Regions from separate parts of the Anser cygnoides genome. Here region 2 is linked to region 1. The links are chromatin contacts, called in public Hi-C maps. All regions are on one chromosome and are shown on one strand. The core of a region is the stretch at or near the end of the contact, and the rest is flanking DNA. Distances in the headings are between cores, read along the strand shown. Region 1 has its middle 27 kb from the start of MINDY4. Region 2 overlaps CRHR2 (corticotropin releasing hormone receptor 2).

The links. A called contact is a pair of places that touch in the nucleus more often than the background predicts.
Region 2: a Hi-C map of liver shows a contact between it and region 1, with 1.9 times the contacts expected there. The contact joins two enhancer-like sites. A contact is called at or near these places in 2 of 7 Hi-C or Micro-C datasets (granulosa cells and liver).

The regions. Positions count from the first base shown.
Region 1 is chr2:4,762,447-4,765,458 of Taihu_goose_T2T_genome, forward strand. No RefSeq gene overlaps it. Among named protein-coding and RNA genes, the nearest start is that of MINDY4, 27 kb to the left of the region's middle. Within about 2 kb of position 1,530, at least 1 of the 3 cell types and tissues checked has open chromatin away from gene starts, as enhancers often do. A contact at or near this core is called in liver, where this site is marked.
Region 2 is chr2:4,916,744-4,919,755 of Taihu_goose_T2T_genome, forward strand. All of the region lies in intron 2 of CRHR2 (corticotropin releasing hormone receptor 2), which reads left to right. Among named protein-coding and RNA genes, the nearest start is that of CRHR2, 33 kb to the left of the region's middle. Within about 2 kb of position 1,473, at least 1 of the 3 cell types and tissues checked has open chromatin away from gene starts, as enhancers often do. A contact at or near this core is called in liver, where this site is marked.

The DNA.
Region 1 (3,012 bases), core at 280-2,779:
TGTGTGTTTATGGAGAGGCACTGAAGTTGGTCCCCTAATGAAACTGACTTACTGGCTGGAGTAGCTGGCATTCCTTTGTGCTGTTCTTCAGGTGTTCTCCTGCTGAGCTCTGCTCCTTTTCCTATCTCTGGGTCTTAATAAGCTGCAAAATTATTGCTCCTATATCATTTTCTGGATTATCTAACCTCTCTGCTGCTAGGGCTCTAGGTAAGCATATATCTACTTGGTAGGCAAGATGCAGTTAGGTAACATTTCTCTTTCATTTTAGTCCAAATATACAACATTTCTGGCTATGGCTCATTTTTGTAATGCTTTTTATGTTGCAGTGGCATTGACTAAATTTCTTTTTGTTACTTTTTTGTCATCACAATAAACCAACAGTAACTGGAGGATGGATGAATGAGTATGATTCCAGGAGGAGAGCTCGTCTGAACATACATACCAGAGATTGTCAAGTGTTCCAAGGGGATTATGCTTCTTACAGTGATAGAAGTAGTGACTTCTATGTCAATGTTTTGGATGTAATTGGGGAAAGGTTTTTTTGTTGTTGTTTTGTTTTGTTTTTAAGGGGTGAGGTGGGTTCCTCCCTGGCAGGATTAGACGATTTGGAACATCCCTGGTAGGATTAGACGATTTGGAACAAAATGTGGAATTAATGATTTGGAATGTAAGGACCTCAGAAATCCGTAGTGTTCCTGCAAGTTTTGTGAAAATCAGTGGCAAGGACCTAGCCCACACCAATTGCCATCCCCAGTCCTGATGCAGGAGATCATCTCCGTGAGTAGCATCCAGACAGTGTGAGAGAGGAACGTTATGAATGCCCTGAATGCAGAAGAGCATTGGTCAGTGCTGAGCCGTGCTTGGAGCAAGATAACCTGAACAGAACATGGGAAATCCTACAGATTGAGTTTTCCTGAAACCCTCTACTTGCAAACTACTGCTTTTTCTTTTGGGGGATGAAGTTTGCCCTGAAGACACTGTAGAGACTGTGCATTAACTTTCCCTTCCCATCCCCAAAATGAAAAAAAAAAATAAAAGCAAGAGCAGTATCTAACCAGTGATCGGTACCTGCAATTTTTCAGCTGCTGTAGAAATGTGCCAAAAAGATGCAGTGCTGCCTAATTGAAGAGCAATTTATTTAAAATGAGCAAATAGATCTTCTCATGCTGTCAGCTGTGTAGATTTAGAAGTCTGTAGCTGGACAGAAACTGGCATCTGTGTTGCAGTTTTCTTTGGATGTTTGCATAATCTAATGAGTTAAATAATGTAGTCATAGACTGTGATTGTAAATTGTTGAATGACAGTATGCCAAGCATATTGTAACAGTAATTAAGACACAAAAGGTAATAAAAATGTGAGTGGGTAATGACATGATGTGCAACATGGCTTAGCTGTTCTCTGCAAGAGCCAGAGGAACTTTCTTCCCCCAGGAAGCATTGTTTTCTTGGATGGGAGGTCTGGTTAAATATTCTGTTTTTCTTCAGATTACCATACTCTGTTTTTTTTACAAGAAGTGACATATCAGCAAGCAATGAATCCTATTAGGCAAATCATATTTTTGACAGGTATTTCTGTGGCCTGGTGAGCAAAGAGAGTGTGATGAGCTCTGAAAATGACCACCAGCCCCTGTTCTGAAGCCTCTGTGATGAAGCGTCCTTTTTCAAATATTGTAATAGGGTCAATCATTGGCACCTCTTGCTTTGGCTGAGGGTGAAAACACCAGGAAAATAGTTTTCCCTCGTGAACCCTGTCCTTCTTACGTGTGATTTATTTGCTGTGACTGGTGTTCTGGTTTGTGTTGACCTTGGCAGGTTGAAAACAAACAGCAACTTTGTTCTGCTATTGCAAATCCCATAGCTGGTCTTGTCGTGTAACGCTGTGTAAGCAGTTGGTTTATTATTTAGATAACATGATAAAGAAATCGCTAATGGAGAGTCCCAGGAGTTGAGCACTTACTGCTACAGAGAAGGAGGTACATTATGTCTTGTAGCTGCTTTGTGGGCCCTTGTTTTACAGTGAGTGATAGAAGAATACGAATGTCTACTCCTGACTGTTGAGATAAAACCCTGTGGGGTGCTCTGCAAGAAAGGAAGAAGTTTGGCTCTTGAAACCCTTTGCAGAATTGAGCCTATGTCTCTGAGTTGCTACTTCTCTTTTTATTATTATTCTAAAAAACTGCTTTACATGCATCCCAAATGTCAGAAGAAAATTGCTGACTGTACAAAGCATTTTTATCCAAACCAAATGCTGGAGCTGGTCACTAGAACTTGACCTCGGGCTTACTGTGTGCTAATAATAATATGTTCACATGCCCACTGGTGCTAGACCAGAAACAAATGGACAGGAGCCAGAACACCACTTCTTTACAAATGAGATAATGCAATTCCAAGTGAGGCTGTGTGAGAAGTGCAGCAGCAGTTTCTCAAGCACTGCTTCTCCCAGGCAATCTGAGGTCAATGAGGGGGAATATGTACAGAGAGATTAGGATGCTCAAGACTGTAATCCAGTCTTGTTTCACTCTGAGACAACCAGTATGACACAGGGCTAGTAATTAAGCATTTTATGATATAACCCTAGTGTTGCATCAGTAGCAAACCTTGCATCGTCTGTCCATCTTTAGAGAGAGAGATTTCTCAGTCACCATCACCCAAGTGAAACTTGGAACCGTAAGTGATCAGATCAGAAGAGAGAGTTATTTTTAATTAGCTGTAATTGAATTTGGAAGGGATTATACCACTGGTGCAACATAAATCACTCAGAGAAGCTAATTTTTTCTTCTCTTCTGACTCAGTTTTCAGAATTGGCCTTCCTCTCTCTGTCACTTTTTTATTATAATTGGGACTGAGATGAAGGAGAATTTCCAATCTGTGCCCCGTTGAGAAGCTCCAGGAGGGTCTGGCACAGAAAACAGCCGCTGCCTTAGGAGCTGTGTTCTCATTCTCGATGCGTTGTTATTTGGTGTGAAGACTGCCCAGACTCAGCGCTGCCTCAGAGCTGACAGCTGAGCACATT
Region 2 (3,012 bases), core at 223-2,722, 150 kb after region 1:
CATGCTGAAACTGATTTATGCAAAGATAGTTTGCTTTTCTGACTGACCACATATCTTTTTTAGTTTACTCATCCGTTGAGAGCTGAGTCCAGTGAGAGTATTAAATGTATGGAGCGAAGACCAAAGTACAGAGGGATCAATAATAATTTGATGGGTTCTGCATCTGTTGAGCATTGGTGAGTGGCGAAACTCCCTCAAGAGCTCACCAGCTCCATTCTAGCCAAATTCCATAGATGAAGTCTACCGACTCCCAAAACCATTGAGAACAGGGTGAATATTTTCCTTCAATATTTGTTTTATCTTCAAATCAGTTTATTTTGACTGACCTTAGGAAAGTTTAATTTTCATCAATTACTGCCAAAAGGGGGAAAAAAATCTATTTTTACATAAATGTAAATGTTTTATTTTGACAAGGTGAAAAACCTTCAAAAATTTCAGAAAATCCATGTATTTAAAAAATCACATTAGACCCAGAAATGAAAGAAATCTCTTTCAAATAAATTTCCTTGTGCTATGCCTAATCAGAAAGTGAGGGGTGGGACTTCTCTGAGTAAATTCAGCCATTTATACATTTTATGATAAGTAGGATAAAACTTACCTTCCAATGCGGACGCCCAAAATGAGGTGAGATGAATTCTAGCCCACTTCTTTGTACAGTCAGTCATTTGCTTACATTGATTTCAGTGCCAATGAGGTATTATAAACATTTTCTTTGTGTAGCCTTTGGCTTATGTCTTTTTGGATCTCTCTCAGAAACGGGATAGTAATTATCCAAGGAAAATGCTGTTCTGAAGAACTACAGGGATCAATTAAGGAAAGCGGCAAATGAATTTCTAGGAATGATACAACATTTCCTTTCCATTGCTATGGGCTTCTGTCCTGCTTCCACAATTTGTGTACCACTGAAGATCATTTTCAGTGATTCATAATGAAGGAATTTACTTTAATGTTGAAAAGATACCATTTATTTTTATCATCAACACCTTTTAGTGTAGATTATGTGGTTCAGAAACATTTACTTTCTCTTGGGGTCACAAAGGTAGGTGCTATTCATACTTCTGGCTTCTGAGAATTGGAGTGGTTGTTTAAGTGCAGATAGGCTTCTTTGAAAACCTTACAAAATCCCTGTTTTATCAGTAGAGAAAAGGACAATTGTGAGCCATTATAAACACAAGGACAAATGGTTATGTTACTGCTGGCTTGGAAATCCTGATTTTCTATACCTGGTTCTTTGCAAATGCATATACACTCTGTGTACATAGATTCCGGCTGTTTTCTAGGCTAATAGTCATTCTCCTGAGTTGTTGTTGTTATTTCAGCCCATCAATGGAAGCCTTTAGGAAACCAACGAATCCTCATTTTGGGGGGGGGGGGGGGGGGGGGGGGGAGGGGCAGTAATCTCAGAGATGGAAAAGTCACTGTCTGTCTTTTGGTTGTAAATCATGTTGCTATTGTTATTATTTATTTTCAAATTATGATGGAATCTAGAAGCTAAATCAGATCAATATGTCTCTTGGGGTAAGTGCTGTGCATATCTCAACATGCTCAGAAAAGAAAAGTTTTTTCTCTTTCAAACAGTAAGAGTTTATCGTAGCCTGATTGCCTCCTTCTTTCCCTTTGTATTTCAACTAGAAAGCACAAGCTTCAATGAAGTTTGCTGCTGTAAACTAATGCCCTTAAAATTACATCAGCCCCAAACTGACGGGCTGTGTTAACAGTAGAAGTGTAAACATTGAGAAATCAAAATTTGTTTTCTATGCAAATGGAATCTATTCAACAGAAAATCCCCTAACCAAGCACTTTTCTGTAGCTAGATATTTTTGAGTGCTTTGTGTGAATTTGGTTGGAGACGTGGCCAGTGATATTAAGTGCACCCTCAGCAAGTCTGTGGAAGGCACCAAGCTGTGTGCTGCAGTCACCACACTGGAGGGAAGGGATGCCATCCAGAGGGACCTGGACAGGCCTGAGAGGTGGGCCTGGGAAAACCTCATGATGTTCAACATGGCCAAGTGCAAGGTCCTGCATCTGGGCCAGGGCAATCCCAAGCACAAATACAGGCTGGGTGGGGAATGGTGGTTGGTGGATAAGAAGCTTGACATGAGCCAGCAATGTGTGCCTGCAGCCCAGAAAGCCAACCGTGTCCTGGGCTTCATCAACAGCAGCGTGGGCAGCAGGGGAGGGAGGGGATTGTCCCCCTGTGCTCTGCTCTCATGAGACCCCACCTGGAGCCTGCGCTCAGCTCTGGGCCCCAGCACCAGAAGGACGGGGACCTGTTGGGGTGAGTCCAGAGGAGGCCACGAGGATGCTCAGAGGCTGGAGCACCTCTGCTGTGGAGCCAGGCTGAGGGAGTTGGGGTTGTTCAGCCTGGAGAGGAGAAGGCTCCGGGGAGACCTCACAGCGGCCTGCCAGGGCCTAGAGGGGGCTGCAGGAGAGCTGGGGAGGGACTCTTGGTCAGGGGTAGTGGTGATAGGACAAGAGGGAATGGCTTTAAATTAAAAAAAAAAAAAAAGTTTTAGATTAGATATTAGGAGGAAATTCTTCACTGTGAGGGCTGTGAGGCCCTGTCCCAGGCTGCCCAGAGGAGCTGTGGCTGCCCCATCCCTGGCAGTGCCCAAGGCCAGGCTGGATGGGGCTGGGGGCAGCCTGGGCTGGGGGCAGGGGGCCCTGCCCATGGCAGGGGGTGGGATTAGGTGGGCTTTGAGGTTCACCTCCAACCCAAACCATTCTGTGTTTCTATTCTATGGCATTTTCTCTACTGATGCTGAGTTTCTAGTTCTGGAACGTGCAAGTCCTCCTTGATCTGGAAAACGGGGCAAAACGGGTAGGATTGGTTCAGATGTTTAGCGGGTTAGTTTCTTACAGCAACCTGCATTCTCTATCCCAGACCATGAATTTGTGTCAACAAATACAGATTATGGACATTTAGCTCACAGTGTAGAAACCTACTGTGTAGGTCCAGTTGCCTCGGGTCAAGATGACAGCAATTGCTTCAGCTTTCCCACAGTGTGTTTT